Linked DNA regions of Mus musculus: region 1 is linked to region 2. The links are chromatin contacts, called in public HiChIP or PLAC-seq maps. All regions are on one chromosome and are shown on one strand. The core of a region is the stretch at or near the end of the contact, and the rest is flanking DNA. Distances in the headings are between cores, read along the strand shown. Region 1 holds the start of Bmerb1 (bMERB domain containing 1). Region 2 holds the start of Mpv17l (Mpv17 transgene, kidney disease mutant-like).

Region 1 (3,745 bases), core at 1,031-3,530, 46 kb after region 2:
GGAGGCCAAAAGAGGCATTGGGTCCCTTAGAACTGGAGTTGCAGAACATTGTGAGCTGCCATGTGGGTGCTAAGAATGGAACCCTGGTTCTCTGCAAGAGCAGCCAGTACTCAGAATAGCTGAGACTCTGGCCTCTTTGTTTCATTTCTTATGCCTCATTAGTAAATAAAATAAAATAAAATAAAATATTATTTTTATGCTTTTATGTGATTAGGTTAGAGCCTCTCAGAAGTGACCACATGGTGAAACCCCATCTCAATTCAAACTCCCAAACAAAACAGAACAAAACTTGTTGCTATAATCTAGGTTTACATTTTAAAACTTTTTGAAGCTGTTTAGGAGTTCACTGTAAACAATAACCTTTTTAAGTGGTAAAGTCATTTTCCTGGAAAACTGGACTGTTTCACATTTCCAACTCATAAAAATAGACACCAGTGTCCCAGGTGGCATCAGAAGATAACTATTAAACAGCACACCAGCATCCCCTGACCTAGAGCCTTTTTGTTCCTCTCCCTCCATACAAAATATAACTACAGTTAAGGTGCTGCAGAGATGGCTCAGCAGTTAAGAGCAGTCATGGCCTTGGCAGATGACCCAAGTTTGGTTTCCTGCAGCCATATCTGGTGGTTCACAACTGCCTGTAACTCCAGCTCCAGGGGATCCAATACTTCTGACGGCTGAGGGTGCTTACATTCACATAAACTTCCCCACATGCATCCCAGCTCATGCACATACATATTTTTTAGGCTCTTTAAATATAACTAGACAAGGAAATCAAGACAATAAGAGGCAGAATCCGAATTCATACAGTCTAGCCTGATTCAAGGGCTGATGAGGTCCCCGGCAGTTTGGAGATACGGTAAGTGATCTCTCTGTACCTCAGTTCTATCTTCTGTAAAGCAGACAGGAATGGAGTGTGAGGTTTCACAGAGACATTGGGAAATGGTCTATGTTTAGCAGTAATTCAAAAAGTAGTATTAACTTTTATCAATAGCTGCTGATAACACTTCATTCGTTCATTCATTCATTCATTCATGGTTTTGTGTAACCTAGGCTGCTATACAAACACCCTACATATCCAAGGATGAATTTGAATTTCAGATCCTCTTGCCTCTTCTTGTGTGCTAGAATCACATGCCTGGTTCATGTAGTTCTAGGGATAGGACCCAAAGGCTTTGTGCATATTATGCAAGTATTCTGCCAACTGAGCTGCATTCTCATCCCTTAACTTTATATTAAAACCAAAAAGTGTGCATGTGTAAGCCAGAAGTTGGTATAAGGTGTCTTGGGGCAAGCAAGCCCTGGGGTTCCTCCTGCCTTCACTCCTAGCATTGGGACTAGAGCTGTATCTGCTCTTTTTTTGTTTGTTTGTTTTTTGGGTTTTTTTTTGTTGTTGTTGTTTTTGGTTTTTCGAGACAGGGTTTCTCTGTATAGCCCTGGCTGTCCTGGAGCTCACTTTGTAGACCAGGCTGGCCTCGAACTCAGAAATCCGCCTGCCTCTGCCTCCTGAGTGCTGGGATTAAAGGCGCATGCCACCACGCCCGGCTGTATCTGCTCTTTTAATGCCTGCTCTGTCCTGTAGATCAGACTTGGACCCTCATGCTTAGGCTGTGAATGTTATACCAATTGAGCTCTGTTGCCAGTCCTGACACTGGTTTTTTTTTTTTTTTTTTTTTTTTATTGCTGTTATGTTTGGTCACAATTATTTTCCAGGTTTGTAAAGATCAGTGTTCTGAACAGCTTTGTTGGCCTTATATACAAAATATTTGCTTCTCTTGTTCCTTTCCATACAAATGCACAGGATTGACACAGGTGTACATACACACACACACACACACACACACACACACACACACACACACACACACACACGTAGCTGCTGTCCCCCTTTTATATTCAAAACATGCACATAACTGCAAACAACAGAATCTGAAAGCAGCGGTCCATACTTGGGCTTGTCTACAAAGAAGGATCATCACATCTACAGATACTGTTCTGGCTCACCAATCACGCTTGAAACCTACCAGCCCTCTAACAGATCCCCAGTCACCCACAATGCTAGATCCATCCACAGAAAGCCTATCTACTGGTTTCAGTGTGGGCAGGTGCCTTATTCTTGTTTCATTTGGGGGTGATTTTATTTTAGTTGTTTTTGTTTTTGTTGTTCTAGAGAGTTTATCATCTGTCCCTCTTTCTCCCTACCCAGCCCCCAAACCTCCCCCCTCCAGCTTCCATTGCGCATGTGTTATGCATCCCTCCCCCATCCTGGGTACCAGTTGGGAGCTTTCAGGTGCTGGAGATTGAAGAGATGGAGCAGCTTCCTCAGCAACGCCGGGCCCATTAAAACACTGCCGATCTGAGCTGCCTTCCTCCCCGCAGCCTTCAGCAGGGATGGAGTGAACCAGACCCCTGGACCTGCCCGCGGGGAACAGCAATGGAGTTAAAGCAATCTCTGTCTGTTCATCTGGAAGCCGAGAAGCCTCTCAGGCGTTATGGGGCGGTGGAGGAGACAGCATGGAAAGCGGAGGGACTGGGAAGTGAGTGTTCGGGCAGGGAACGGGTGGGGACAGTTGGGGACTCGCGTGCTGAACTGGGGCCCCCTAGAGCAGACCGGAACGCAGGCTGGCAGACGGGAAGCGCCCCCGCAGCTGGGCTTCCAGTGTTGCACAACAGCAGTTTGTAGGTTCTCCCTACAAACAAAAGAGGGGACCCTCCAGGGCTGGGCTGTACTGGGAGGCTCCTCTGGAAATCGCGAGGCAGCTAAGCTAGGAGTCCAGCTGTACTGGACTAAGGAGTCCGAGATCCGGCAGCCGGAGGCAGCTTTTGCGAAGGACCGTCTTTCCTGCATCCCAGGAGGAGGAACGCTAGAGTGTTAGGATGCTTGAGGGCGCAGGAGCCAAGGGCAGCTTTGAAAGCCCCACATACAGAAATGGGGGAGTGTCTGTGTGCTCTTTCAGCCTTGAGGTTCAGAGCATAGCTGAAATTCCAGCATTGTCCCACCTCCTCTTGGGTCAGAGGAGAGATGAAAGAGCAGGCAAAGGGCAAGGTTAGCGCTGTGCAACCCCCCTCCCCCACTCTGTTAGCTCTTGACTCAATGATACGATTTGGTTTGGTTCAGCTCTTGAAAGCGGTTTTGAAGCAGACCTCTGTACTTACTGGCTCTCTCTTTGGTGTTTTGGTATCAACAAACATCTGTAAATGAATCCAAGACTTTTGCTTTCAATTTGTTGGACACAATACTTGAAACTCTGCAAACAGTGGAGGCTATCTGGAAAGTCTAAGGTCATTGATGTCCCTGACTCTAGGAGCTTCCAAATGTCCTCCACTCTGCCTCCTGTTCTGGTATGGCTTGCCCAGCAGACCTGGTATAGCCTGCAGCCCTCTTGCCTTCTAAGGAACCCTAAAGCTACCTGCTCTGACTGGGTCTCTAGGCTTAGTGCTCTTCCCCAGCAGCAGCCATTGAGCTACATGTACTTAAAGCATTGTCAATCAGCTCCTTTTCTACCTCACTTGGGAGAAAGTGTGAATGTGTGAATGTGTGTGAATGTGTGTGTGTGTGTGTGTGTGTGTGTGCACACTCGCGCACATGCCTTTGTGATTGTTTTCTCCATTCTTGTAACTATGGACTCAAGCTATATTGTGTTTCTATTTCAAGTTCAAATGTCTTCGTTCCTGCTATAATGGGTGTTCTGATGCTTCCAACCTCTTTCTTTCTTACATTTTCTTTCTCCTTTTAGACCTAGGT
Region 2 (4,059 bases), core at 715-3,214:
CATTTTGGTTTATAAAATCAGAGTCTATAGAGTCCAAGCTTGTCTCAGACTCACTGTATAGTTGGAAATAATCTTGAACCCTTGACTGTTATGCCTCCACTCCCACTTAGAAATACAAGCAAGGACACCACAAATAGACCAAATAGCCAGTTATCATCTTATGTTTTTCTTCTATATGAATTCACCATGGTGTCTCTTGCTGCATCCGTATCCTCTCATGAAGGCACCGTACAGACTGTATTGCCTAGCTCAGAACCTCACTTTAACTGGATCACTTCTTTAAGGTCTCCAAATATAGTCACATTCTGAAGAGCTAAAAGTTAGGGCCTCAATGTATAAAATATGATAGGAGACAATTCAGCTTATAAAAAATGACTTATAATTAGTGACAATCCTTGAGAGAATTGGTCTATGGTTCAGGTTGAAGACCTAAGGAAACACTATAGCAGTCCAGCTTTGGTTGTTGGATGAGAGAAAGTGACTTCCCACATCAGCTTAAGTAAGATTGGCATGTAAACTGGGAGATTGTATTGCACCCCTACATTTTTCCTTGTTTTGATAATCATACTACACTTATGTAAGATGCCACACTTGGGGAGGACCAAGCAAAGAGCATATGGTAGCTGAACACTGTGGCCCAAGCCTGTAACTTTAGCTCTTAGGAAGCAGCAGCAGAAGGAGGATTAGGAATTTGAGGCTAGCCTGGGCAATGTGAGCTCTGACTCAAACAAAACAAAACAAGTAAGATTATATGGGAATTATTTGTATATTTTTATTTTCTGTTTTTTGTTTTGTTTTGTTTGTTTGTTTTGAAATTGGGTCTTGTTTTATAGCCTAGAGTGGGCAATTTGCCTTAAACTCTGGGCAATTTGCCTCAGCACTCCTCCCTTCCAAGTGTAGGGATGAGAGGGTATGTCTCACATCTGGCTTCCTTTGTATAATTTTCCTACATTTTCCCTGAGTCTGAAAATATTTCAAAATTCAAGCACCGAGTTGGTGAAGGGGTTTAGTAGCCTGACATCCTCAATTCAGTCCCCAGGACTTTACATAGTGGAAAGAGAGAAATAAAAATTGTCCTCTGATCTCCACACCCCCAACACACAGAGAGAGAGGGGGGGGGGAGAGGGAGAGAGGGAGAGATTGAGAGAATGTAAGTAATTGAAATAGGCAGGAGAGATGACTCAGTGGTTGAGAGTACTAGTTGCTCTTCCAGAGGACCCAGGTTTAATTCCCAGCACTCACATGGCAGCTAATGATGGTATGTAACTTTGTGGGCACTTAGTATGGTAAGTGATATACAGACAAAACACCTATACACATAAAGTAAAATTTAATGAATATTTAAAAATAAATAGAAAATATCTTTTTAAAGGTACTAGATTTTTTAAAAAAATAAAAACTACAGTGAACAAACAAGACAGAGGGGAGTGTTGGAAGAGAGGCTGGCTATCACAGAAGGAGGGTAAGGCAGAAAAAGACATGGAGAAAATGAGTTGCACAAGGTCAGAGCTTCTGCCTGCTCCCCAAATGCTCACCCTTGCCCCTGGAACTGACACCATGGGTCTCCAAGCCTGTTTTGGGATGTCAGGGGTCACGAAGACACAAGCTGGAGGGCAGAATAGGCACATCCAGCAGTAATTCATTCTTCTGACATCGGCCTATAGTGACCCAGTAAGATGATGTATTGTGTGCTAAAAGAATGATTCTCTGTATGCCAGCATCTCCAGTACATTGACACTTTGGAGCTAGCTTGCTTTCTTACTTTTTATTGCGGTAGTGGGGAACCGATGCCATGCTAGGCAGTCTGTTTTCTGAATGTCTCTCCTGGAAATTTCATGGAAATTGTCACATCCCGGTGGACGCCGTACATCACCACAGAAGCTCCGCCCTCTCGGTGGCCAGCTGTCACTGGATTGGACCAGCGGGTTGGGTGTGCAGAGGGAGGTCCAATCGCTCTGGCGCTTGAAATGCATGCAGTCAGGTGTGCAGGCCCTGAGGGCACCCGGGGCAGGTATGGCGAGCTGGTGGCGCGCGTTTCCACAGGCAGCACGGCGCTATCCGTGGCCCACTAACGTGCTGCTCTACGCCGGGCTCTTCTCGGCGGGTGATGCCCTGCAGCAGCGACTGCGGGGAGGCCCAGCCGACTGGCGCCAGACGCGTCGCGTGGCCACTCTGGCCGTGACCTTCCACGGAAACTTCAACTACGTGTGGCTGCGCCTACTGGAGCGCGCCCTGCCAGGCCGCGCGCCGCGCACGGTCCTGGCCAAGGTGCTATGCGATCAGACTGTCGGAGGGCCGATAGCCCTCTCTGCCTTCTACGTCGGTGAGGGGCCAGGGCCGGGCACTGGAGGCCAGGCAGGAGGCTCGGGAGTGGGGGTGGGTGCGGGGAACGGGGAGACCGGAGATCTAAAGCCACTGGGGCTAAGGCAGGAGGTGACAACTCTGCGGCCCGGGAATTAAGGCTGAAAGGAAGTTCTGAAGCAGCGATCGGAGGTCTGGACATTGGAGGACTTGAGGTTTCCAGAAGGAAGAATTTGGGGGCCGCTGGCCGGGGAACTGGAGATGCCAAGTGCCAGGGATTCAGAGGGTTGGTGTCCGAGCTGAGAGGCTGAGGTTGACAGAGTTCAGGAGGGAGAGGTCACTTTTCCTCCAGAAAGAAGCATCTTCAAGAGACCCTAGCTTAGCCCCATAGCAGCTCCATCCCTAGACTCCACCTGTTCTAGAAAAAGCCACACCTGAGGCTCTGCGGCCAGCACATTAACTCAAAAGTGATGGGATCGGTGGTGACTCTGGGGGCAGAGTGGGTGAAATATGCGATTACAGAAGTCATTTCCAGGGTCTTAGTCTTGCTTGAGCAACAAGATTTCCCTGGGGTGGGGTCACACAGAGAATGGGAGGGGGTGGTGTACCTATGAGGAAGCTGTTTTCAAGCCGGGCTGGATGAGCTGGCTTTGGGAATCTTTTCTGCCTGGTTTACTGAGAACAACAAAGGGTCTCTTGGTTTTTGTCTCCTTAGCAATTTCTGTATCCTAAAAGGCAGTGGCAGCTGGGGAGGGCCACTCCGTGTTTGGAGAGTCTTTTCCAGGGACTGTCATTGGGGATGGTAGATCACCAGCAACTGAGCCTAAAGCCTCCCTCCGGCCTCAAGCTGTGCCAACTGAACTATATTTGCAGTCTTTAGTTCGTTTTTAATTCTGAGACAGGGGCTCACTGAGTTGCTCAGGCTGGTCTTGAATTTGTGATTCTCCCACTTAAATCTCCCAAGTTGTTGGGGTGACATTCTTGACCCACCAGGCTCAGCTTGTTAATGTCTTCTAAAACCGAATAAAGGTAGGCGAACCATCTAGAAGAAACTTACCCTCCTCTGGGAGGTATTATAGGGAGTTTGTATTAACTTCCTTTCCTTCTATAACCCACAGGAAACATCAAAGACCTGGTGGCCTGTTATAGTCTCAGCTAATGCCATGGCTAAGGTCAGTGAAGTTAGAATAGACAACCAGAGAGCAAGAGGCTTTTTCTGATTTGCCCAAGCTCTGTGCCTTGTTCTCTCGAGCGATCTCTCAGCCAGCTTTGCAAACACATCCCAGTGCTTACTGTAGCTTGGTGCAGTGATGAGGGGGTTAGGAGCCAGGACTTAAGACTTGATGGGCTAGATTCCGATTTAATCTTTGAGCTACCATTTGTTGGATACTCTCACAATTCCCATGTCAGATAATGAGAACACAGGCATGGAGGGCTTGGAAGTTCACCAGAAGACAGCATGATCCAGACTTTTAGCCATGTTCTTCATCTTGGTATAGATAGTGATTGTGTGTATGATTACTCTGAGATTAGATAACAGTGCTGTCCCAGGGAGTGGGGGATGCCTAGCATGAAGGCCTGAGGCCTTCTCATCTATCACCTGTCTAGATTGTTGCTGTGTCTTACTGTCAGATTTCTGGTTCAGTCTCCTCTGCTTCTTGAAGGGGAACATGGGTGTGTGAGCTGAAAGTTTAAGGTGCTACTTGAAAATTGATAGTCAAATCTGTCAGATCTGTGTGACACAAGCCCTGTGTCAGA

What was found. HiChIP or PLAC-seq counts read pairs in DNA pulled down with a chosen protein or histone mark.
Region 1: an H3K27ac HiChIP or PLAC-seq map of embryonic stem cells shows a contact between it and region 2, with 11 read pairs. The contact joins the promoter of Bmerb1 here to the promoter of Mpv17l in region 2. A contact is called at or near these places in 3 of 39 promoter capture datasets (cranial neural crest, embryonic stem cells and macrophages), 1 of 15 datasets of contacts at CTCF or cohesin (the NIH/3T3 cell line), 11 of 484 Hi-C or Micro-C datasets (cerebral cortex, cortical neurons, embryonic stem cells and 3 more), 6 of 115 datasets of contacts at active chromatin or transcription factors (all in embryonic stem cells) and 2 of 9 other capture datasets (adipose tissue and pancreatic islet).

The regions. Positions count from the first base shown.
Region 1 is chr16:13,984,357-13,988,101 of GRCm38.p6, forward strand. Bmerb1 (bMERB domain containing 1) reads left to right here and starts at 2,281. Exons shown (of 6, transcript NM_144518.3): 1 at 2,281-2,537. The coding sequence starts at 2,435. Ifitm7 (interferon induced transmembrane protein 7) reads right to left here and starts at 2,511. Exons shown (of 3, transcript NM_001270718.1): 1 at 2,274-2,511.
Region 2 is chr16:13,938,701-13,942,759 of GRCm38.p6, forward strand. It overlaps Mpv17l (Mpv17 transgene, kidney disease mutant-like), which reads left to right and starts at 1,965. Exons shown (of 4, transcript NM_033564.3): 1 at 1,965-2,323. The coding sequence starts at 2,014.